Linked DNA regions of Mus musculus: all the other regions are linked to region 3. The links are chromatin contacts, called in public HiChIP or PLAC-seq maps. All regions are on one chromosome and are shown on one strand. Each heading gives the region's core, a stretch centred on a gene start, on an enhancer-like site or on the middle of the called end of the contact. The rest is flanking DNA. Distances are from core to core; before and after follow the strand shown. Region 1 has its middle 24 kb from the start of Mir190a. Region 2 has its middle 3.8 kb from the start of Gm30639. Region 3 overlaps Gm10646 (predicted gene 10646).

What was found. HiChIP or PLAC-seq counts read pairs in DNA pulled down with a chosen protein or histone mark.
Region 1: an H3K27ac HiChIP or PLAC-seq map of embryonic fibroblasts shows a contact between it and region 3, with 28 read pairs. The contact joins two enhancer-like sites. A contact is called at or near these places in 4 of 39 promoter capture datasets (the 3T3-L1 cell line, cranial neural crest and trophoblast stem cells), 1 of 15 datasets of contacts at CTCF or cohesin (the NIH/3T3 cell line), 10 of 484 Hi-C or Micro-C datasets (the C2C12 cell line, the HL-1 cell line, adipose-derived mesenchymal stem cells and 5 more) and 9 of 115 datasets of contacts at active chromatin or transcription factors (cardiomyocytes, embryonic fibroblasts, embryonic stem cells and 5 more).
Region 2: a contact with region 3 is called in an H3K27ac HiChIP or PLAC-seq map of trophoblast stem cells, with 15 read pairs. The contact joins two enhancer-like sites. A contact is called at or near these places in 7 of 39 promoter capture datasets (the 3T3-L1 cell line, hippocampal neurons, liver and 2 more), 7 of 484 Hi-C or Micro-C datasets (the C2C12 cell line, the HL-1 cell line, Sertoli cells and 4 more), 5 of 115 datasets of contacts at active chromatin or transcription factors (embryonic stem cells, extraembryonic endoderm stem cells, pancreatic cancer cells and 1 more) and 2 of 9 other capture datasets (embryonic tail and embryonic trunk).

The regions. Positions count from the first base shown.
Region 1 is chr9:67,210,995-67,214,854 of GRCm38.p6, reverse strand. No RefSeq gene overlaps it. Among named protein-coding and RNA genes, the nearest start is that of Mir190a, 24 kb to the left of the region's middle. Within about 2 kb of position 1,379, at least 44 of the 459 cell types and tissues checked have an H3K27ac peak or open chromatin away from gene starts, as enhancers often do. A contact at or near this core is called in the C2C12 cell line, the NIH/3T3 cell line, embryonic fibroblasts and 3 more, where this site is marked.
Region 2 is chr9:67,007,071-67,010,973 of GRCm38.p6, reverse strand. No RefSeq gene overlaps it. Among named protein-coding and RNA genes, the nearest start is that of Gm30639, 3.8 kb to the left of the region's middle. Within about 2 kb of position 2,028, at least 37 of the 459 cell types and tissues checked have an H3K27ac peak or open chromatin away from gene starts, as enhancers often do. A contact at or near this core is called in embryonic fibroblasts and trophoblast stem cells, where this site is marked.
Region 3 is chr9:67,104,463-67,108,312 of GRCm38.p6, reverse strand. Gm10646 (predicted gene 10646) reads right to left here. Exons shown (of 3, transcript NR_153957.1): 2 at 2,226-2,475; 3 at 1-1,560. Among named protein-coding and RNA genes, the nearest start is that of Gm10646, 4.1 kb to the right of the region's middle. Within about 2 kb of position 2,267, at least 108 of the 459 cell types and tissues checked have an H3K27ac peak or open chromatin away from gene starts, as enhancers often do. A contact at or near this core is called in the C2C12 cell line, the NIH/3T3 cell line, embryonic fibroblasts and 3 more, where this site is marked.

The DNA.
Region 1 (3,860 bases), core at 130-2,629, 110 kb before region 3:
GAGGCAGAGCCTGGCTCATACTAGAGGCTCCTGAGCAATGAGGGATGTGGGGGTTGGGAGAGAGGAAAGACCACAGGACCATTCCATTCCATATATGTTTGTGGCAGGAAGGGGGCATCCAGAGGTCACTGACTAAGAACCTTCCTCTCTGCTGCTCAGCCAGTGATGTCTTCCAAATGATGCTCCCAGAATCCTACTTTGCCCCCCCTTTTTTTGACCATGACATCTTTAAAAAGTTGTGTGTGTGTGTGTATGAGAGAGAGAGAGAGAGAGAGAGAGAGAGAGAGAGAGAGAGAGAGAGAGAATGAATATGTTTAAACACACCACAGAGGCCAGAGAGCACAGGATTCCTTGGAACTGTAATTGCAGGTAGTTGGTGGTTGAGTGCTGCCTTACAAGAGTGCTTACAGGAAACAAATCTGGGTCCTCTGGAACACCTGTGTGCCATGGTAACTATGTGTCTGAGAGACATTCCCCTGGGCATTGTCATTTAAACATCTTTGCCCTGAACACAACAGAATTGCTTGCGCCATTTCCCCCAGAGTAAGAAAGCCTCTGGCATTGTGTTCCAGGGTGGACTGGGGCAAGGACAGGATGGTCTGTCCAGGGGCATTACCTAAGAAGGTCAGTACAAGGCCCAAACCCTTGGGACCATATTTAGAATTCCCCTTCAATTCTGGCTTCAGGAATTCTACAGCTTGGAAAAGGAAGTTTGGTTCTCCTCTGCTCCGAACTGTGCTGCAGAAATGCTCCAGGTTTCATCAGAAGGCTGATCCTCTTCCATAGGCGTGTGGGGCTTGGGTGACCCAAGGTGTAAAGAGATCCAGAGCAAAGCTGGTGGCTCTGTGCTCCCAGCACTCTGATGTTATAGGGATCGTTAGAGAAGCAGGAAGGAAGACGGAGGGCTGTCGTTACTTCAGCACCCGGGTCTGTAGAAAACATTACTTTCCTCCAAGACCTTAGGCTCTGGAGAAGTCAGTCCCACTTCCACTTGCTAGAAGGACCCAGAGTTTCAGAGAGGGACAGGAACTCAAGCTGCCCAGGAGATGGCTGGAGCTGCCCATCAAAGGCAGCCAGGGAAGCAATTGGCCAAGGTCGAGCTTTTAGCAGCAGTGGAGGATGTTTGGAGCTGTGGGGAGGGGGAGGAGAGAAAAATCATAAAAGGCTAAAACTGTAAAGTGTAGAAACGGAGATTGACAGTGCTAAAATGTAGAGTGTGGAGCTTCATCCCAAAGGGGAGAAGAGAGACGCGCAGGGGATCTCGCACCAGTGCAACTTTGCCCCACGATCTTCAGACATGCAGGCTTGACTTGTCAGGACAGCCCTGCCCCATGTCTTAGAAGGTAGCCATGTTTGCAGCCAGCAGCACAGTTGGCCAGCACCAGGCTGTTCCACAGGGGGCAGTGTGGTTCCATGGGACATTAGTAGAGTGTCCCTGTCTCTCTGGAGGGAAAAAAGTTTCTAGGAAAAATTTAAGAAGCAAAGTGTAGGTGAATATCTTTGTGTGTCTCTGGAACTTCTTGAGGGCTTGAAGACATCTGTGTGTGTCCAATATCTCCAGAGACCGTGGAATCCATGCTATCACACCAGTATTTTTATCCTTGGGGATTTTTTGGTTGGTGTTGTTTTAATTATTGTATGATCTAGGGACAAATGCTTTTGCAACCACACCTTGAATTCATCAGAGTCCTACTCTAAAATATCACTAGAATTATTACCTGCCTATGTTTCATCTTTGAGATAGCCTCTTCTAGGCCACAGGCAGGGGTCACATCGTGTTGCATGTAACCTCACCAGCTTCCAAAGCTATGAAATGGCTTAGACAGGATGGATTTAGTTTGTTGGTGACCAGTGTTTGAGGGCCCTCTGGTTTGAACTTTGAACACGCAACATAAGACTGTGCGTAAACAGTTACTGCCCACCACAGCTGTCTTGTCTTCCTTATTCACCTATACAGCCCCACCCTAGCTGTCCAAAACAGCTCCTCCAAAGAGTGCTTTGCTAGGAGTCCCTTCCGAACACAGCTTCGAAGAAACACAATTTGATCCTTAATATACTGGCACCTCTTTGTCAACTCTCACCACTGACAAAGCTGGAAGCTAGGGTCTATTAATGTTCCTATGGCTGTAACTAAACACTATGACCAACAGCAAATTAGGGAGCAAAGAGTTCTTTCCCTTTCACTTCTGGATCACAGTTCATCATCAAGAAGTCAGGGCAGAAACTCAGGAAAGGAATCTAGAGTCAGGAGCTGAAGCAGAGGCCATGGAGGAGAGCTGCTACTGGCTTGCTCCCCGTGGCTTGTTCGGCCTGCTTTCTTATAGTGTTCTGGATTACTAGCTTAGGATGGCAGTGCCCACAGTGAGCTAAGCCCTCCTCCATCAATTATATATCAAGAAATGCCCTATAAGTCTTCCCTATGGACCAATCATATGAAAGTATTTTCTCACTTAAGATTCTTTCTTCCCAGTGAGCCTAGCTTGTGTCAAGCTGACATAAAAAAATAGCCAGTACAGGATCCAACCCAAAGAAAGTTGTTACTGAAATAGAGAAAAGACTTCTGATGGTGTGACCTGGTCCCTAGAAGACGGTGCTCATGGCCTGGACCCACAAAGGGCCGTCTAGAAGAAAAACGGGGAGACAGAGAGAAAGGTTTCTTTAATAAACCGTGCAGGCACCTGGGCCATAGGCACTTGCAGTTCAACACCTCAGGCTTTCTTCCTTCAATGTCTGGAGACAAAGGAAGGAAGCAAAAAGAACACGTAAGAGCTTTGGGCTTCAGAGAAGTGACTTTGAGCAAGTTGCTTTCAAGACCGCTAGGAATCCATGATGAAGAGTTCTACTTAACTCCCCAGTTCCTTTCAAAATGGAGCAGTGCTAACTGGGGAGTTGACTGGAAGCTACAGGTGCTCTGGGTCAAGGAAGGTCTCGTTCCTCCTACTGGTGGGTGTTTGGCTGTGGACTTTACGTACACCCTGGTTCTTCTGAGGGGAGAAGAAATATCTGCTGGCGGTGTTGGACTCTCTCCCACAGCAGTGATGAATGGAAGTTCCAGCTTTAGCCTCAGGATTGAGTCTATCCCGAAGATGGCAGAGGGAAAACAGTCAGGACTCCAAATCTGTAGTGACCTCATTAACCAGCTTGTCTAACAACTGTGGGTAAAAAGACACACCTCTTGCTCCAAAGGGAGTGTTACAGTATGACTAGGTAATCCGTGTCTAACATGATCAAGTCTCTCCAGGAAAAGTCACAACAGGAAGTGAGAGGTACCTTATTCTGAACCACGCGTGAGCAACCATGGCCCAGGAACACAGATCCAGGCCACCCTGAATGTCATGTTCCACTGTGCAAGTAGTAGTCACAAAATGAAGGTGGTTGTAAGTCATTTGACTAAGATACCGCCACCAGGAAGGAGTGTTTGCCTCAAGCTATGCTATCGACAGGTGCAATAATTATCCCTGTAATGAGATACTGTACTTTTCCTTCCCAGAATTCCAAGCTACCACCACCACTACCTCTCACATTCCAATGTGGTAGCTTACCAGGCCAAAGTCATGCAGCTTTCCAAGTCTGAATCATTTAGAAAACTGTAACTTCTCTTCTTCTTTAAAAAAAAAAAAATCCTTTTCTAACAATGTTTTCCTTCATAGCTTGGGTTTCCCCAATACTTGGGGCTTTCTTACTCTTTCTTCCAAGCTCCCTTCCCACTGTGGGTTGTTTGTTTCCTGTCTTAGTAAGTGTTCTATTGGTGTGAAAACAGGCCATGAGCGTGGTGATGGTTTGAATGGAAATGGCCCCCATAGGCTCCTAAGGAGGGAGTGGGACTATTAGGAGGTGTGGTCTTGTTGGAATAGGTGTGG
Region 2 (3,903 bases), core at 779-3,278, 97 kb after region 3:
GTGCGTCCCTGAGATGTAGTTATAGCCAACTGAAGTCTGTTCAGTTTGGTGGAGATGGAGCCATCCCCTGCCTGAGGGGGAAGCTAGTAATAGTTTATGAGAAACCAAATGATAGCCAGGCAGCGGTGGTATATACCTTTATCGTAGCACTCAGGAGGCAGAGGCAGGCAGATCTTTGTGAGTTTGAGGCCAGCCTGGTCTACATGGTGAGTCTTTACAGAATGAGTTCAAGGACAGCCAGAGCAACACAGAGAAACCCTGTCTCAAAAAAACCAAAACCAAAACCAAAAACAGAAAAACAAATGGACAAGATAGTTTCCCCTTACTCTTCTTTCTTAAAAGTTTTAAAATTATATTTATTTCTCTCTCTCTGTCTCTATTTTTCTGCATCTCTCTCTCTCTGTTTTTCTGTGTCTCTGTCTGTCTCTCTGTCTCTGTCTCCCCCACCCACCCCACCCTTCTCCTCCTGTGTGCATGTGTCCAATATGTATATAGAGGTTGAAGGATAATTTGCTGGAACTGGTTCTGGAGATGATGCACAAGTCACCAACCTGGCCGCAGGTGCCTTTACCCACTGAACTATCTCCACCCGCCCCACTTAAGCTTGAGTCACTTCTTTTAATAATTGTTCTTTTGGCTTTCATTTTTCTTTACCCACTTGTCTTATTAAGATGCCAGTGTTGCCAGGGAAGGATACTCTCATGAGAAACCAAATTTTACCTTCTTTATTGTTTTTTCCCCTGGGAACCATCTAAACCAGAGCTTGGCGGACTATGTACGACCTGGGGGAATTCTCAGATTGTTTTTGTGCAATCTGAGAGTAAAGGATGGCTTCCGAATGTTTAAATGGTTGGGGGCGGGGGAAGGGGGCGCAGACTCAAAATCAAAATATTAGTTCCTGGGCTGGAGAGGTGGCTCAGCGAGTAAGAGCACCTGCTGTGCAAAGCATGGGGACCTGAGTTTAAATCCACAGCCCCAGGCTGCATGAACCTGCACTACAACATTGTTGGGCAGAGAGATGGACCGATCCCAGGAACTTGCTGGCCAGTTAGCCTAGCTGAAAACCAGGCTCCCTGTTCAGGAAAAGACCCTATCATTAGGCAATAAGAAGGAGCATATATATGTGTGCACAAGTGTGTGTGGCATGCACAAAACAATACGAATGATTATTTATGATCCATGGAGGTATGCAAACTTCTGGTTTCTGTGCTTAAAAATAAAGTTTTATTGCAATGCATCCATTCATCAATGCCTCCATCTGCTTTAGTGCTCTGGAGCCAGGGCTGAGAACCCATGGCACACACCTTATGACTCATAAAGCCAAAAATGTTTACTCTCTGGTGTTACAAAAATGAAGTTTGGTGTGGACTAGAGAGGTGACTCGGTGGTTGAGAATAAATCCTGCTCCTGCAGAAGACCAGAGTTCGATTCCCAGCACCTCTATAGCAGCTCACAACCTCCTGGAACTCCAGCTTAGAGAACGTGGAGTCCACCACCCCCTGCCCTCACCCCTCACCCCTCACCCAGCCTCCACACACACGTGGTACACATAAACTCACAAAGACACACACACATTCACATAGGGTTTTTTATTTTAATTTTTTTTTAATGTTTGTTGACTCCAAAGGGAGACTATACTCCTGTATGTATCCAATCCGCTGTTGTCCCTGTCCTTGTTACAAAATCACTAAAGGATGATAATCTCTTTTCAACAGGGAGGTGACACGCACTTCAGGGGACAGAGTCCCAGAAAGTTACGTTAAATAGCAGTAGTTGAATAGTAGTTTTGATATTTTTTCAAGTTTGTGGTTTAGATAATTCTTTAGACTTAGAGAAGTGAGAATCTACTCTCTCTGAGCCCGGGTGAGAGGCCTGTTGGCTGCGGAGATTATGTCACTGCAAATGCCTGTCAGCCTATCAGCTCACTGCTCATAACTCTTGGTGCTCAGACTCATCGGCCCAGGCACTTTCCATCCTCAGTCCCAGCGTTTCAGCTCCGTGGAGGCAGAATGTTTGAATTATGACCCAAGCAGGAGATGGGCTTCCCTGGGGGGCAGAGAAGGAAGTGATTTACTCCGGGAAATCCCAGTACCAGGCCTAGGAAAGCGTCTTCCAGCAGTAAATCGTTTCCATACCGCAAGGATGGGGGTGGGAACAGGCCAGCGACAGAGATCCCAGAAGGCGAATTCTTGCATTTTAGTCTCTGTGGACTCAGTGCACAAACACTTGCTGCTGGGCAGCTTTAAGGTGAGTGAATTGGGACCTAGGTGCCGTCACAAGACTGTGCAGGTCATATGTCACCTCTTGGTGGAGGAAATCATGGGTGAGATTTCCTGTGGCTCTTTGGAATTCTAGATCTTCCTGGATTTGCCAGAGGAATTTGGTTGGTCTCACTGGTATGAGCCTTAAAGCTGTTTTTCCTTTCTCACTTGGAATGTCACAGCGTAAGAATGTATGAGACTTCCCAGGTGAGGAGAGGTTGGTGGGCCTTCCAGCATCACTCTGAATTGCTGAGGACTGTGTGTGTGTGTGTGTGTGTGTGTGTGTGTGTGTGTGTGTGTGTGTGTCTGTCTGTCTGTCTGTATGTATGTATGTATGTGTTTGTGTATCTGTGTGTTTGTCTGTGTGTGTCTATGTGTGTGTTTGTGTGTGTGTCTGTGTGTATGTCTGTGCCTGTGTGTCTGTATGTCTGTGTGTTTGTATGTCTGTGTGTGTGTCTGTATGTGTGTCTGTGTATCTGTGTGTTTGTCTCTCTGTGTATGTATGTGTGTCTGTGTGTGTGTTTTCACTAATGTGTGTGTATATATATGTGTGTGTGTGTGTGTGTGTGTGTGTGTGTGTGTGTGTGTATGTGTATGTGTGTGTACAGTTATGTACAGAGGTCAGAGATCAATGTCAGATATTTGGTTTTTCTCCACCTTATTCTTTGAGATGGGAGACAGGGTCTCTCACTGAACCTGGAGCTCAGTGATTTGGCCAGGCTAGCTGCTCAGCAACACCCAAGGATCTCCAGGCCCCAGCATCCCTATGCTGGGATTACAGGTACTCACTGCCATGTGTAGCCTTTTTACACGGGTGCTGGGGACTAGCCTCAGGTAGGCCCTCACGCTTGCAGAGCGAGCATTGTATCAACTGTGCCAGCCCCACTGAGGGACAGTTTTAAAGTCATTTCTACCTTGAACATGTTTGTGGAAGGCAGCAGATGGTTCTGTCTGCCCCGCAGTGAAGGTTTTACCCTTTCTGTTCTCAGACGGTAATGGAGTGGATTACATGGCATGCCTTTGGACTAAGCATCTGAGTCTTTTCCTGAAGTGAAGAAACTTTCCAAGTTGCCCAGAGTCATAAAATCATCAAAGATGTTAGTACTGGAAGACAGGCCTGACTTTACAGATGTTGAGCCAGAAGCCTGATCTCACAGCTAAGGGGCAGCAGGGTTTGTATTTGATCTAGGGTTCCTAACGTCATATCCAGAGCATTTCCTATGAGGCTCCTCTGTCTGCCCTCTTGGAGCTGGTGGAAATGAGGTTGCATATAAAGTTAGGAAGGCACTTGCCATACAAGGACCAAAAGCTAAGTGTGCAGCATAGGCCTGTTAAACCCAGCACTGCAGGGAGGGTCACGGACAGGGACAGTGACCCTGACAGAGGCAGAGAGTTTAGAGTAGATAGGATACCTGACTTTCTCTGGTCTCCACATATATGCACACTCACACATGCCTGCACCCACATGTGCATGTATTCTATATACATAAGCCCTGCATCCACACACACACACATACATACACACGCACATATGAACAAACGAAGAAGACTAAGAGAGGAGCTACTTACTCTGGACAGAGGAAGCATCATGGGCTGTCTATCCTGTATTTGCTTCTGTTAGGGTCGGCAAGTGAGAAGCATG
Region 3 (3,850 bases), core at 1,018-3,517:
GCATTTACTCCAGCACTGCAAACATTCTAAGTACTGAATAATTACCTGCAGGTGGATGGCTGAAGAACAAAGGACTCAATCAGAGAAACCCACACCAGAAGACACAAGAGCAGCCCTGTCAGAGAAATCAAGTAGCTTTCCTTGGCTAGCCCAGGCAAGACATTCTGCCTGAGGGGAGACCTCGGGAGGGGAGGGGAGATCAACATGGCTTGGCAATGAGGTCATGAAATATTGACTAATAGGAAATCAAGGTTGATTTAGGAGTTGCTGCTGTGGGCAGCTGAGTTTTGTACGTTCGACTGAATTTGTCATTTGTCAAGACTCCCAGAAGGATGTAGGAAGCACATGTTTCTTATCAATGGAAAATAAATTCTTACAGCAATCAGTTCTCATTGGTGTAGACTTGGCTCTAGGATTCGGGAGAATCAGGGGCCTGGGGAGATTGCTCAGTTGGTAAAGTGTCCCCAGGGCAAGCTTGAGAACCTGGGTTCAAATCCTAGCACCTGTGTAAAACAATCCTGGCTCCATACACACCTGTAATCCCAGGGCCTACACACAGAGACAGATCTTTGAGGTGAGGGGCTGAGGAAGATACCAACATACACTTCACTCAGACACACAAGAAATGAAAATATGTTGGTCTGAAGACCTATGCATGGACATTAGCACTTGTAGAAAAGCCCTTCAGGGGCTGGAAAGATGGATTGGAGCACTTGCTGAATACATGAAGACATGATTTGAATCCCCAGAACTTATGCTAAAACCTATGCACGGCTCCCATGCCTACTCCACAAAGTCCAGGTTCAGTGAGAGCCTGAAGATTGGTAGAGCAGTGACTGATGGAAAATTACCAACACTGACCTTTGACCTCCACAGCTATGCATGCATAGACACACACACAGGCATAGACACACACACACACACACACACCACATACACACATACCACACACACACACATACACATCATACTACACACACACACACACCACACGTATACACCACACACACACACACACACACACACACATACACACAACACACATACACACCACACACACACTCACACTCACACTCACACTCATACTCATACTCATAGTGAGGAAGGGTATTGCCTTTTCAGATACTGACTATCTGGTTTCTCAGCCTAATCTGTTGGGTTCATGGCGGTAACTCTGAATCCTTTGTTCGGAGGAATGACCTGTGGGCCGTGGCTGTAAACAAGATGACTAGTCCCTCAGCTCCCTGTTCACCACAGGGAATGATGGAAGGGTCAGAGATTTACCTGTCATTCCTCTGAATCCTTTCTTCATCCCTTCTCCTCCCTCCAGTGGCAACAACATTCATGCCTGGCATTTCTTTTAAAAAGAGGGATTATAGTTAGGAGCCTCCTTGATGTACTGATATCCCACAAGTCCATGAACAACTGGGAGAAATTTACTCTCCATGGCTACAAAATGCTAAATCTGGAAGGCAGGTCACTTGGAAGGCAGGTCACGTCACCTGGAAGGCAGGTCACTTGGAAGGCAGGTCACCTGGTTCCAGAATTCCTCGTGAGGGTCTGTGAATCAGACAATAGAGCTCACTAGGTCTATAGGGGAAAAAAAAAAACCCTGAAATTTACCATTTCCTTCAGTTATTGTTTGTGAATGAAAGCAACACACCCCAGTGTGTAAGCCTGTGAATACGGGTGTTTTCAGAGTCCAGATCCCCTGGCGCTGGAGTGACCAGTAGATGTGAGCTGGAAATCAATGCAGGCTCTGCAAGAGCAGTGCTCACTCCTAACTGCAGAGCCATCTCTCCAGCCCCACACTTCCCTTTGTATCTCACTTGGGCTACTGCAAAACTCTCAAATTATAATTTACTTACCACCTCCCACAGGCTCTCAAGTAGCCCAGGAGGCCTTCAAATTCTGTGTGTACCCAGGGAGGTCTTGAACTTCTGCTCCTTCCGAAGCATGCGAAGGCCTGCTTTGTGCCGTGTTAGGGATCAAGCCTAGCGTTCCATGCGTTCTAGGCAAGCACTCTACAAGGAGCTAGGTCCAGGGCCCTCTTTTGGTTTCTTGCCCTTTACATTTTCTTTTAAGGAACCATTCATAGGTTTGTGAGTGAACTGAACTGATGGCTCTTAGGCGATCTCGAGCATTTAGCAGCCAGATGGCTTCCTCCATGACTCATCGCCCCAAGCCGGCTCTCTAGAGAGGAGGGGATGTGGTAGCCCACTCACCGTTGGCTTCAGGGCCTCTGATGAAGAAGAAGAATTTGTGGTGAGAGGTCCTGGCCTGCGGGAGGGACCGTTTCTGATGAGGTCATCGGGAGGGAATGCCTCCCTGGGCAGAGGTGGGAGCCTGGGCCAGCTGCCAGCAGCGGGGTCAGGAAGCAGGACAGACAGAAAAAGGAGTTCTGCCTGAGGATTAGCCATCTTTAAGGGTCCTGTGGAATTGCTTTGAAGTTTCATCCTCAGGCAGGCTCAAGCTCTGGGGGGAAAAAAACAAACAAACAATGGACTTTTGTTTTGTCCCCTCCTGATCAGAGAGGACCCAACCTTGCATTAACTCTGATGGTTCTGACCGCAGTTGGGCCCTGCCACAGCTCACAACACCCATCACCGGAAAATTGCCTAGCATAGCCTGTGCCTTCTAACGTTTCAGCAGAGTTTAAACGGTTTCTCAGGGATTCCTTGCAAACTCACACACCTTGTTATACAAGTCAAAAGGGTGTTTTAGAGACAGTGTCCTGGGGGGAACTAAGGTGTTTTGTATTGTCTTTACAGTATGAGACTTGAACACAGCCAAGCATTCAACCCTACACCCCCACCAACTCTATAGCCTACGAGGATCTAGGTATAAGCAAAGCTCCAGGCTGATTTGGGGATGTAGTCATGTTTTGTAACTAGGATAACATGGGTGTCCTTAATCTTGGTGTTCCAGACCTCTGAAACCAGGCCCTGCTTTATACAGATGGATATCATCGTAGGAAACCCAAACTGTAACAAGATACAAATAATAATAGTTATCATGTATAAAGAGGTGTGTGTGTGTGTGTGTGTGTGTGAATGCTGCCTGTGCAGATGAAGCTAAGAGTACTGGATTCCTTGGAACTAGAGCTATAGGTGAGAGATGGGAACCAAACTTGGATCCTCTGGGAGAGCACAAAACTCTTACCTGTTGAGTCATGTCTCTGTCCCCAAAGCTAACATTTCTTGAGTGTCTGTTATATAGAGTTTGGACAGGCCACCATTCAATGCCTGCTGGCTGTGTGTGTGACCTTTTTGCCAAAAGAAACAATAATTCTTTTTAAGATTGAGAGAGAGAGAAAGAGAGAGCGAGAGAGAGCTTTACTGGCAAAAAAGTTAAAGTGCACACATAGTCATTAAAATGTAGGGATGGAATTCAAACCACCATCTGTCAAATCCCTGAGTTTATGCAGTTGACCTAGCATGAGCCACGATCCAGTTTGCTTGGGGACTAAGGAGGTTGCCCAGCACATGGGACTTTCCCACAGGAACTGGGAGGATCCTAGATGAGTCAGTCAGACTCTATCAAGACTGAAAGGTTTCTGCTGGAGACTGAAGCTCCCACTCCTCTTTTGACCACATGGCGTTGGGCAGGCTTCTCCACCATGGGCTCCCCTGCCAGGGGCCTCATCTGATGGTCACACCCGTCCCAGAGATGACCATTGAGTAAGACCACATAGATAGCCACACCTACTGTGTGTCCCACAGGGGCAGCAAAGGTGAGTCGCACACAGGTGCACCTGGAGAGGCCCCGTTTGCACTGTCTAATGGCTTCAAATCCAGAAAGAAAACAAAAACATTATAATCTCTTCAAGTAACTTTCTGTTCTCACTTCC